Linked DNA regions of Rattus norvegicus: region 1 is linked to region 2. Evidence: chromatin contacts called from public Hi-C data. All regions are on one chromosome and are shown on one strand. The core of a region is the stretch at or near the end of the contact, and the rest is flanking DNA. Distances in the headings are between cores, read along the strand shown. Region 1 holds the start of Dus1l (dihydrouridine synthase 1-like). Region 2 holds the start of Sirt7 (sirtuin 7).

The links. Hi-C and Micro-C count contacts between places; a contact is called where the count stands out from the background.
Region 1: a Hi-C map of the A7r5 cell line shows a contact between it and region 2, with 4 times the contacts expected there. The contact joins the promoter of Dus1l here to the promoter of Sirt7 in region 2. A contact is called at or near these places in 4 of 12 Hi-C or Micro-C datasets (the A7r5 cell line, the Rat2 cell line, frontal cortex and 1 more).

Annotation. Positions count from the first base shown.
Region 1 is chr10:106,559,062-106,564,589 of GRCr8, reverse strand. It overlaps Dus1l (dihydrouridine synthase 1-like), which reads left to right and starts at 3,679. Exons shown (of 14, transcript NM_172018.2): 1 at 3,679-3,767; 2 at 4,394-4,640; 3 at 5,148-5,256. The coding sequence starts at 4,404. It overlaps LOC120095225 (a long non-coding RNA gene), which reads right to left and starts at 783. Exons shown (of 4, transcript XR_010055925.1): 1 at 279-783; 2 at 1-42.
Region 2 is chr10:106,397,937-106,404,055 of GRCr8, reverse strand. Sirt7 (sirtuin 7) reads left to right here and starts at 2,558. Exons shown (of 10, transcript NM_001107073.1): 1 at 2,558-2,673; 2 at 2,740-2,877; 3 at 2,981-3,085; 4 at 5,435-5,505; 5 at 5,594-5,666. The coding sequence starts at 2,578. Mafg (MAF bZIP transcription factor G) reads left to right here. Exons shown (of 3, transcript NM_022386.3): 3 at 1-2,423.

The sequences.
Region 1 (5,528 bases), core at 2,430-4,929, 160 kb before region 2:
TTTTATCAAGCTCCAGGCCAGCTAAGAGTACATAGTGAGATCCTGTTTCAAAAAAGAAAACTGGAGAAGAGTACAAGGGAGTACACATCGGCACCCTAAAAACACCCGAGCATCTGTGTGAGTCATACTGGACTAAAAGGGTCCCATACTGCTGGTGGCCAGAGGGGTTCAGAGGACAGTCCCCAGCAAAGCAGCCTTTTCTGGTGAAAAGTCTCCAGAAAGTCATTGAAAGTCCCGGAAGTTGGGTTGGGGATTTGGCTCAGTGGTAGAGCGCTTACCTAGGAAGCGCAAGGTCCTGGGTTCCGTCCCCAGCTCCGAAGAAAAAAAAAAAAAAGTCCCGGAAGTTGTTCTGAGGACTCTCAGCCAAGGGGGAAACAGTGTTCAGGAAAATCTACCAAATCCTTCCAGGAAGGGAGTGTGGGTTTGGGGTACTTGCCTTGGCCCATCCCTCCTCTCTGCCCGCATGATACAAGCTCCATTCTAGATGGGTGCAGCTAAGGACAAGCTCCCTCCTCCATGGGCCAGCCCGGGGCCACAGCACAGGCTACCAACGGCTCAAACGTCTGTCAGGGTCCTTTTTCACCAAAAAGAGTGCCCTCTAGAGGTTCGAAGTTCAGCTCTGGGGAGGCCCAGTCTCAGAGTCTTAACCCAGCCTTACAGTAAAACAGTGGGTCCCTACCAAGAGAAATGAGTGGAAATCACAGGCTGTCCCTTCTCGGTTGCTAGTTATTGGAGCAGGGGTGGCCTGGCTGCCTCAGCTAACAAACAGTGCTGGGAGGTTCCACTAGGGGGCAGGCCAACCTAAGGGTAGAGAACGCCCTTGCTCAGCCAAGAGGATTTCAGAAAACAAAGCAGAATTCCAGGCAAGATACTGCCAACAATGAAACTTAGGCGGTTGCATAGACAAAGGAAGAGTAGGAAAAAAAGAGCAAGAAAGGACTGGGGATGTGAGCTGGTAGAGCGATTGCCCAACACACACGAGGCTTGGGTTTGATTTCCAGCACAGCATAAAAGAAGTACTTGGGGAGATGGGGAGACCGGAGGAACAGAAATTCAAGGTCATCCTCAGATCCTCAGCTAGAATCCTAGTTCAAAGCCAACCTGGGTTACAGACCCTGCTAAGGAAAAAAAAAATAGCTGAAATATTGCTGGGAAAAAAATTAACTTATGGATGAAAGAAGTTCAACAAACACAAAACAGTAGGAACGCCAAGAAAACCAGCTGGAGCTGGAGTGTGGTGATACATGTTTGCAATCCCAGGGCTCAGGACAATGGAGAGTTCCAGGCTGGCTGGAATTACAAGTGTGTGTGTTACCACATCCAGCTGTTGTCTTCTTTATTTATTTTTGTTTTCTTGTTTTCGTTTTCTTTTCTTTCTTTTTTTCTTTTTTTGTTTGGGGTTTCAGAGATTTACAAACGAGTGAAACTGAGACGGTTGATCTCTCAGATCTATCAGGACTGAAAGATATTTTAGCTCAAGGGACAATTATACCAGGTAGAAGCTCAGGTCTATAAACAATGCTAGAACTGCTATTATTGGGGTGCAGGAATTGCCATACAAACCATATGAACACTGACCTCAGTTAAGCAAGAATAATTTCTTGAACACACGCCCTGGTCAGACCAGCGCCATAGCTCAGAATTATCTGAACTATGACAACAGATATATTTTTGTCAGCTTATAAGGGGGAAAAAACCCACACACAGGTGCAGGAAGCTCTTACTCAAGATATTTTAGACATAACAATTCATATTGACCTTTGATTTGATAGGTCCTACGTAAAGCTTTGTGGAAATTCTTAAGATTAGCAAACCTCATACAGAACATTCGGAACATACAGAACAAAACAGGGTTTGTGGTCAGCATGTCCTTGCTCTGAGTCAAGTCACTTCTCTGTGTCAATGGCTGGGAGGCATGTTACAGCAACAATATGAAATATCTGGCAGGCATGGGACAGAATGGCTAAAGCTATCCGGGGATGAGGTGTGTCAGGCTATAACACTATAAGTGAATAAAGCTAAGTAGTGTACTTTGGGAGGTTTTGTTTTGTTTTGTCTTGTTTTTGGCTTTTTTGAGGCAGGATTTCTCTGCATAGCCCTGACTGTCCTGGAACTCACTTTGTAGACCAGGCTGTCCTTGAACTCAGAGATCTGCCTCCCAGAGATATGAAGAATAGGGATTAAAGGTGTGCACCACCATGCCCAGCTGTGGATGTGAAGTTTGTTCTCCCATTTTCTTTTTAAAAAATTAATTAATCAATTATGTGTTTAAGGTGTTTTATCTGTATGTATGTCTGCAGACCAGAAGAGGGCATATAGTTACAGACAGTTGTAAGCTGCCTTGTGGGTGCTGGGAATAGAACTCAGGACCACTGGAAGAACAATTAGTACTCTCTCTCTCTCTCTCTTTTTTAAAGATTTATTTATTTAATTTATGTATACAAGTACAATTTATGTATACAAGTATACACTGTAGTTGTCTTCAGACATACCAGTTCCTATTATAGATGGTTGTGAGCCACCATGTGGTTGCTGGGAATTGAACTCAGGACCTCTGGAAGAACAGTCGGTACTCTTAACCTCAGAGCCATCTCTCCTGCCCCTCTTGTTTATTTTTTTATTTTTTATTTTATTTTTCAAGATATGGTTTCTTTATGTGGTTCCAGCTATCCTGAATTAGCTCTGTAAACCAGGCTGGCCTCCAACTCACAGAGATGCTCATGCCTCTGCCTCCAGAATGCTGGGATTAAAGGCATGTGGCATCACCACCCAGCTTCCTGTCATTTTTCTTACAAGGCAGAAAATTAAAGGATTATAAATGTCCTGTGTAATACATATATTACATTATATCATTATAACATTATGCATGTATTATTACACATACATGTATCATTATGAAGTATGTATTAGCATTTGCACCAAGGCTGGGGACCAGGACTGAATGACACAATGTTTCTGTAAGGATTGTGGAACTTAAGAGAGAAATCTTTTTTGTTTGTTTTTGAGATGGGGAGTTGGTGGGGGGTGGGCGTTGGGGCTTCTCTATGTAGCCCTGGCTGTCGTGGAACTCACTCTGTAGACCAAGTTGGCCTCCAATTCACAGAGATCCGCCTGCCTCTGCTTCCTGAGTGCTGGGAGTAAAGGTATAGGCCATCACCGAAAGGCCAACACCATATTTCTTTTTTTTTCTTCTTCTTCTTCTTTTTTTTTTTCGGAGCTGGGGACCGAACCCAGGGCCTTGCGCTTGCTAGGCAAGCGCTCTACCACTGAGCTAAATCCCCAACCCTACCATATTTCTTTATGCATGTTCCTTTCCTCTAGGAAGCATCTCATTACTCCGCAAAGGACAGGCTCCTCGTAGCCTTTCCTATCTAGGATCTGAAGTAATAATTCTTTATTTCGTTTTCTACTGTGGTATTATACTGAATTTATGTCTTGCGTCGGAAGAACCAAGGGCTGGTCCTGGAATGCGGGGGTTGGTTGGGGATGCAGGAAAGATCTCTCAGTGCCAATTGTCTGGAAGGAACAACGTGGCTCCCGAGCACGCGCAGTCTGTACTTGCTCAGCTCCATTTTCCACGGGGCCGGTCCCTTCAGCGTTGAGCTGCAGTGTCCGAGGATTTTGTTCTTTGCCGCACCGCAGACGGTGCGGAGCGCCTGGCAGTGCGCTTCCGCCTTCGGCACTTCCGGCGGTGGTGCGCTGAGACTGAGCCATAGTGCTTGGCGGCTACCGCCGCCTTCCTGCGGGTCCTGCTGGCGGCGCAGCGGGTAAGACAGAGGCTGCGGGGCCTTGTATGTATGTCCCTTTTTCTTTTTGAAGCGTGCCCGCAGCCACAGGCTTTCACTGAACCCCGGCCAGCTCCGACGGTGCGGGAAGTAGTTCTAATTCAAGCCCCTTTGACGTCGTCCGGTGTCTGTCTCGGGCCCCGGGCCAGCCCAAGGGGTAGGGTTAGCTCAGGAGACTCTAGGCCAGACTAGGAAAGGGGCCTTCGGGGCTGACATACTCGCTGCTCTCCCAACCCAAGATGTGAGGTGGCGTCAGGCCTCGTGCTGCCGGGAGGTCTCATCTGGCCAGGTCCGGCCCGCAGGGACGCAGATTTCCTTGTTCGGGCACAGACCTGTTTATCCTTCACACCTGTTCCACCAGGCTGGCGTTTAATCCAGTGGCAGATGAGGGGGTAAGGTTCAGAGAGGGTGAATGGTATGTCAGGGTCACTGCTAGAAAGGTGGAGGGCAGCTCGACCCTGTGCCTGGATATACCTCTCCTGTGTTTGGGGAAGCAGGCAGCTATAACTGACAAGAGTGGTCAGCCCCTTGAGCTGAACTTCGTACCCTCCTGAGGTATGATGGTGTACTATGGCTGAAATGAGAGCGTGTTCCTCTTCTGCCTTTAGTGTGGAAAGGATGCCCAAACTGCAGGGTTTTGAGTTTTGGAGCCGCACCCTTGGGGGTGCCCGACATGTGGTGGCACCCATGGTGGACCAGAGTGAGCTAGCTTGGAGACTGCTAAGCCGCCGCCATGGAGCCCAGCTATGCTACACCCCTATGCTACATGCCCAGGTCTTCGTTAGAGATGCTAACTATCGGAAAGAGAACCTATATTGTGATGTGTGCCCTGAGGACAGGCCCCTCATTGTGCAGGTGAGCAGAGGGACTGTGGCTACCTGAGTAGCACCCGGGTTCCAGACCATGTGTATAAGGACAGCATTCCCAAGCTGTCCCCACCATATACATATAACCCAGGAGGAGGGTCGGGGTCCCTGCAGCCTTGCATGACACATGCAGTGAGACACAGCTGCTGAGTGAGCATCCCCAAAGCTAGGGACAGTCTAAGCCCTGTGAAGGGGCAGCTTGGAGAGCACGAGGGATTTGTAGCATCAGTATTACCTTGATACTTCTCCTGTCTCAGTGCCCTCCTGTCGAGAACTCTTAGTTCTTTAAAAGTTTATGCCAGTGGCTTCTGTTACATGTCATGTACAACTCATATCCCTAGTGGTATGAGATCTTCCCACTTTATCATATTGTACATGCTGGTGGAAAGACCATAGCTCATTGAGTCACCATGGGATTCCTCACAGGGCTGGGTGGCCTAGGCAGGGAGAGTCGTAGGCCTGGTTTGACCAAAGGTGACATTCATGTCTTCTTCAGTTTTGTGCCAACGACCCAGAGGTGTTTGTCCAGGCAGCTCTCCTAGCACAAGATTACTGTGATGCCATTGACCTGAACTTGGGCTGCCCACAGATGATAGCCAAGAGAGGTGAGGTCATTTCTACAGTCCTGTGTTGACGCCTGTCCAGGCCTGTTCTGGTAGAGCCTGGGTATCAGTGGGCATGGGGAGAGTTAATCCCTGCCTCTGACTGTAATGACACCTGTAGCCAGCAAGCACTCCTTTCTCTGGTCTTATCATCCTAGAGAGTTCCCAGTTGCTTGACTGGGGACCAAACTCTGCTGGCCACGTAGATATCCCACTGATAAATGTGACCGGCTGGCGGGGGGTCCTTGGCTCCGCAATCCTTTGGCTCACTGGGC
Region 2 (6,119 bases), core at 1,309-3,808:
GTCTGCAGCTCTTGGCTCTGGGCCCTATTCTGCCTCCTTCAGGATCTGCGTCTTCCAGGGATCCGCTGTTCGACTTGGAGGTGCTTCTCTGCAGGTCCCAAGCCTGCCTCCTCACCCCAGCTTTCCAGTGGAGGCTGCCCCCTTCCAGGCTTGGCTCAGGAAGCTCCTCATAGGCGGATGCCCACCCATAAGAGGCTACATCCCTTTGTGGTCACATGGCCTGTAGCCTCTTGCTGACATTGCTGGTGTCTTCTCTGGGGCCCTGGATCCCTGACAAGCACAGAAATGTGATCTGGTAAAAGGAAAGACTGTGGCCTGATAGGCCTTTACCTCGTAGGCAGCAGGATTTTCACTCAGTTTGACACAGCATGCAGTGCTCTGGGAGCAGGACCTCTGCCACCCTGGCATTTTTGGTAGGCTGGTTTGGCTCAAGGTGCTCAGACACTCCCATTGATGCCTGAGTCGGATATGGGTGGAAATCTGGACTGTTGATTATAAGTTACCAGGTGACCTCATTCCCTCCCTTTGTCTCTTAACTGGTATCCAGTGAGTTGCTGATGCCGACTGGCAAGCAGAGCTGGCCCATGCCTAGAGGAGGAGAGGGACAGGCTTTCTGAGTGCTTTGATTCTGGCTGGGCTGTAGTGTATAGCTGAGAATGGCCTCCTGCATGGGTCCAGCCTTTTGGGAGGATGAGGAAGAGGAGGCTGAGGCTAGATGTGTGTTAAACAGGAGTAGCAGATCTTTGCTTCTGAACCGGATAGAGCCGTGCTCAAGGCTTTCAGGTTTGCAGTATCTTCTTATTGAGTCTGGGGAACGTTCCCTATTGAGCCAGCCCTGCAGCTCCACTCCCTGCCCCATTCCCCTGATTTCTTGACAGTAAATCCTGTGTCCAGTTGTGACTGTTGGCTGTTTTCCTGATCATTGTTAATTCCGTTTTCCTACTGTGAGGGTGTTGTGTTTGACTTTCTGACACAGCGAATGGAGAGCTTGGGCTGAGGCCAGGTCTCCCAAACTTCTCCGCTAAGTAAACCGTAATGTGTGACTTCCCTCCTATCTTGACTGCCCGACTCCTTCCTTCCACATGGACACTCAGATTTCAAAGAAAACCCGCAGGAGGTGGGTCAGTTTCCTCTGTAGAATATGGTCCCAGAGAGTCCTCCCCTCTGTTGTGTCTAGCTGCTAGTCTGGGTGTTGTACCATCAGTGCAGGGAGTCCACGGCAACACTGAGTTATACAGGGACCACTACCATCGCCAGGCTTCCTAGCAGGCTGTTCTCAGTTCATCTTTCAGGTCCGTGTGTACTCTGTGCTAGCAGCAGCCTTGGTGTTCAAGGCCAGGATTTGCAGTTTTGATAAGCTACAGCCCACTTGGAGATGGTGAGGCCACTTCCCTGCTACCTCCCTCTCTGGTGTGGCCACTTGGCCAAAGCTCCCATCCACAGCTGGGGTGTCTGAGCCACAGCCTGCTACACTGTTTCCGCTCTGGGATCTTCTGAGTTACTCTTTTAGGCTGTGGTTTGGTGAAAGGAACCAACACATTAACGATCCCCCCCCCCCCCAAAGCCACTGAGTAATTCTTGGCATGTTTTCTAAGTGCTGTTGGCTGCCTGGTTTGGGAGCAGTTGTGGAGAGGACAGACTTAGTACCACACAGAGGCATGGGTGTGCGAGCTGCTCACAGCTTCCTTGTTTCTGGCATGTGTCCTGGGTGCGTGCTATACCTCCCGGGCCAGCTGCACACCTATGTACTCTGCCCCTGAGAGGTAGAGTGTTCAGGAAGTGTCCCTGATAGATTCCCTGTTCTCTGTGGCCCCAGTTGGGCTTTTGGCTCCTCCAGCAACTTCATGCCCCAACCCTACCTTTCCTCCCATTTCTTTCTGTCTGCTAGTCCCTGAAGCCTTTAACCAAATGGGAATGGGTACAGAAAGCCTTCTCCTGGCAACTTAGGGCAACAGGACAAGGGCTATTGTGTGTCCAGCTCTGTTGGTCTCCTGGTGCTGAGAGGTGTGTCCAAGCAGAGTTGATCAGCCCCTGCCTGCCCTGCAGGGCTGAAGCCAGGGGGAGGTTAGTAGAGAGTACCCTAAATGGGGTGAGGGTCCTTAAACATCCAAGTGAGGAGGGGCTGTTGTGTGGCTGCAAGGTGAGACCCTGTCTCCAGCACCTGGGTAGGGCCATCGGGGATCTGGCTGCAAGGTGAGGTCTGGACTTGGCATCAGTGCAGAGCGATCAAGTCACCTGGCCTCAGCAGGCAGCAGCCTTGGTGCCCACCCGTGCCCTGCGCAGTATTTATTGCTAAATTATTGTCCAGGAGGGGCGGCACTGGGCCTGGCCCCCCGGGTATTTATTGCTGTACATAGTGTATGTTTGTGATATATAAGGTTTTCTTTATTTTGTATATGATCAATAAACGCCTTTTAAAGAGATCTGGTGGTGTTTCTTTGAAACGTGAAGGAGCAAGGGAAAGACCAGGATAGGAAGGGCGAGCCGGAAGGGGTGGGAAAGGCAGGGCGCGCGCATGCGTCTTTGTAGCTGCCGGATGAGGCGGAAGCGGAAGCCGGAAGCGCAGTCCAGGGAGCGATGGCAGCCGGTGGCGGTCTGAGCCGCTCGGAGCGCAAAGCGGCTGAGCGGGTCCGGAGGTTGCGGGAGGAGCAGCAGCGGGAGCGCCTCCGTCAGGTAAGCCACTGCCATGCCCGCGCTCGCGCCGGCACGCGCAGTCGCTCACCTACTGCTCGTCCGTAGGTGTCACGCATCCTGAGGAAGGCGGCTGCAGAGCGCAGCGCGGAGGAGGGCCGGCTTCTAGCTGAGAGTGAGGATCTGGTGACCGAGCTTCAGGGTCGGAGCCGGCGGCGTGAGGGCCTCAAGCGCCGCCAGGAGGAGGCGAGTCGCGGGCAGCGGGTGCTGGGCTGTTGGCTGTAGGCTATAGCCTGTAGCCTGTAGGCGGTGGGCTGCGGCCGGAATAACCAGCTCTGGCTCCTGTCAGGTGTGTGATGACCCAGAGGAGTTGCGGAGGAAGGTCCGCGAACTAGCCGGAGCTGTCCGAAGTGCCAGACACTTGGTTGTCTACACAGGCGCTGGGATCAGCACGGTAAGTGACGGCCTGCACATTGCTTCAGGTGTGGGGCGCCCCCTTCTGGGGCACAAACTTGGGCTGTTCAGTGCTGGAGTTCAAATGCTCTCTCACCTTTGAAATAACTTCAAGGTGTCCTTTCTCGGAGATCCGGAACAAAACAATTCTAGATTTAAGATTTAACTAAGGCAAAGTGACCAAGGTGGCACATGCCTTTAATCCCAGCACTTGGGAGACAGGATCTTTGTAAGTTCAAGACCAGCCTGGTCTGCATAGGGAATTCCAGAACAGTCAGGGGCTAAAAGATAAGTCAATCAATAAATAATAATTTAGCTAAGTCAAAGAGTTTCAGAATGCTTAATTTATGAAAGCCAGTCAAACACGGAGCGGTAGTAGGATGTAGTAACCAAATACTTGCTAATGGCTTCTCACTTAAAGTGGAGACATTGATCCATGTGAATAAATGAAAAACCAGTGTCGAGTCCCAAATCTCTAATCTCAGGACTCAGGAGGTGAAGCCTGGTAGGGGAGGAAGCTCAAGGTCAAATGCTTGAGGCCAGCCTGGCTCAAAGCTTGATGCAAGACCCTGTCTAAAAAAAAGAAAGAAAGAAAGAAAGAAAGAAAGACAGAGTCACACAGTACAACAGGTACAAACGAGAAATGCTGTGCTCCTGACTCTGAGAGATTTCCTGGGCTGAGGGATGACTACCTTTGAACGTGTGACTGTATCAGTACAATCATGTGTGAGTGTGGAATGAATGTTTGACCCAGGTGAACAGTTTCTATTCTGAAGAAGCCCTAAAGTGGTCTGGTGAGATGGCTCAGTGGGTAACATGCTTGCTGTGCAAGCATGAGGACCTGAGTTTGAACTCTTAGAATGCATATGAAGAAGCTAAGCAATACCACACCCCTGTAACCGCAGAACGGGAAGATAAGCTGAGAACCCCTTGAAGCCTGCTGGCTAGGCAGCCTGGCCAAATCCATGAGCTCCACGTGTAGTGGAAGGTGGGGGTGGGGGCTGTGAGATGGCTCCCTGAATAACTAGGCACTTGCTACCAAGCCTGGTGGAGTTTGGTCCTCAGAGCTCACACAGGAGAGGACTGACTACAAGGAGCCTTCTGACTTTTCCTTGTGCTCATGACCCTTGCACCTCCCTCCCAACAAATGTGTTAAAAAAAAAAAAAGTAAGATGGGCATTGAGATTCACACACCAACACATGTAACATGTGGGTCTACACACATGTGCACAAATGCAAAGACATATACAAACAGACAAAAGAAGACCTCTGTTACAAAGGTATAGTCCAAAACCTACTACAGGCTCAGACATAAAATCCTTAAAGCTGGGAAACCCTTTGGTGGCCTTGCTGCTGGAGTGGCATCTTGGGCTCTTGCAGGGAAATGTGAGGGCAGGAAGCATGACAGACAGACAGCAATGACCCAGGAGCAAAATGAGGAACATTTGCTGCTCCAGCTCAGCCATCTGGGGCATAAGCATTCCAGGCCTAGCCCTTCATAGCCCTGCGATGATCCAGCTTTGGCTTTACAGCAGTGACTCTACAAACCTGGTGGTTAACTAAGTTCTGCTCGCAGCTCGTAAATGTGACCTAAGCACCATTTGAGGTCCTTCCCTCTGTTGGAATTACCTGCCAGGGCAGGCGCTTCTCTGAGCTTAAGCAGCAGTGTATACAGGGCTTTCCCAGCCAGGATCCAAAGACTCCCGGCTCCTAGATTGTTTTGTTTGTTTGTTTGTCGTGGGAAATTACTTAACGCTTACCTGGTTTTATGTTAGGTTGGAATGAAAACCTCAGAGCTGCAGGATATAAGTGGACAGAGGACCCTCTCCTGGGGTCACTATTTGCTAAATAGTGACCTGAACTCTAAAACCTGTTCCTTCGGACACTGATGAGCCTAAACAGTTTCCCCCTTCTGTGTTCAAGACAGATGTGGACACAGCTGCTCAGTGCTAGCAAGGACCCTGAAGTAGGGTAGGGTTCTTTGGTATTCGAAGGGTGAGCTGGGGCTGGAGAGATGGCTCAGCGGCTAAGAGCACTGACTGCTCTTCCAGAGGTCCTGAGTTCAAATCTCAGCAACCACATGGTGGCTCACAAACATCTGTAATGAGATTCAATGCCCTCTTCTGGTGTGTCTGAAGACAGCAACAGTTTACTCACATATATACATAATCTTTAAAAAAAAAAAAAAGGGAAAGGTAAGGTGGCCCAGACAGGACAAGAAAGTCACTTGGATGGAAGGAAAGAGCCATAGTGGGGTACAACCCATTTGGGGATCAGACAGGCCAGCAGTGGCATGCCCTCTGTGGGGTGTTCTGCAGTACCTGTGGTATCTCTTTGTCCAAATGTGCAGGCAGCCTCTATCCCAGATTACCGGGGTCCTAATGGAGTGTGGACACTGCTCCAGAAAGGAAGGCCTGTGAGGTGAGCATGTTACAGCTTTCTACCAGGGTTAGGGAAGAGCTGCATCTGCCTGGCGGCCCTTTCACCTCTGTTCCCTCAAATCCAACAGTGCTGCCGACCTAAGCGAAGCAGAGCCTACCCTCACCCACATGAGCATCACCCAGCTGCACAAGCATAAGCTGGTAAGAAAGCTGGCGGTGGTGGCATGCCCATGCCTTCACTCCCAGTACTTGGGAGGTGGAGGCAGGGGGATCTCTGAGTTCAAGGCCAGCCTAGTCAAGAGTGAGTGCTAAGACAGTCAGGTGACACAGAGGAATTCTGTCAAAAACAAAATAAAACAAAAAGCTGGAAAGACCCTTAGTGCCCAGGTGGGAAGCCATCCCACCCCCTAGTCATCCCTGTGGTAAATAGTCCAGTAGCTCAGACTCCTGTTTGCTCCCTGCTCTGCATTCTCTTCAAGAAGAGAAACCCCTGCCCTCAGACATTAGTATTCAGCTTCCCGTTCAGGGTCTTTAGACAGCAGCCTAGCTTCAGAGGAGTCTTGTCAGAAACCTCCAGAGACCTGCTGAGCAAGCAGGAAAGCAGACAAGCCTGGGCTGGGAGGGGTGTGTGTGTGTGTGTGTGTGTGTGTGTGT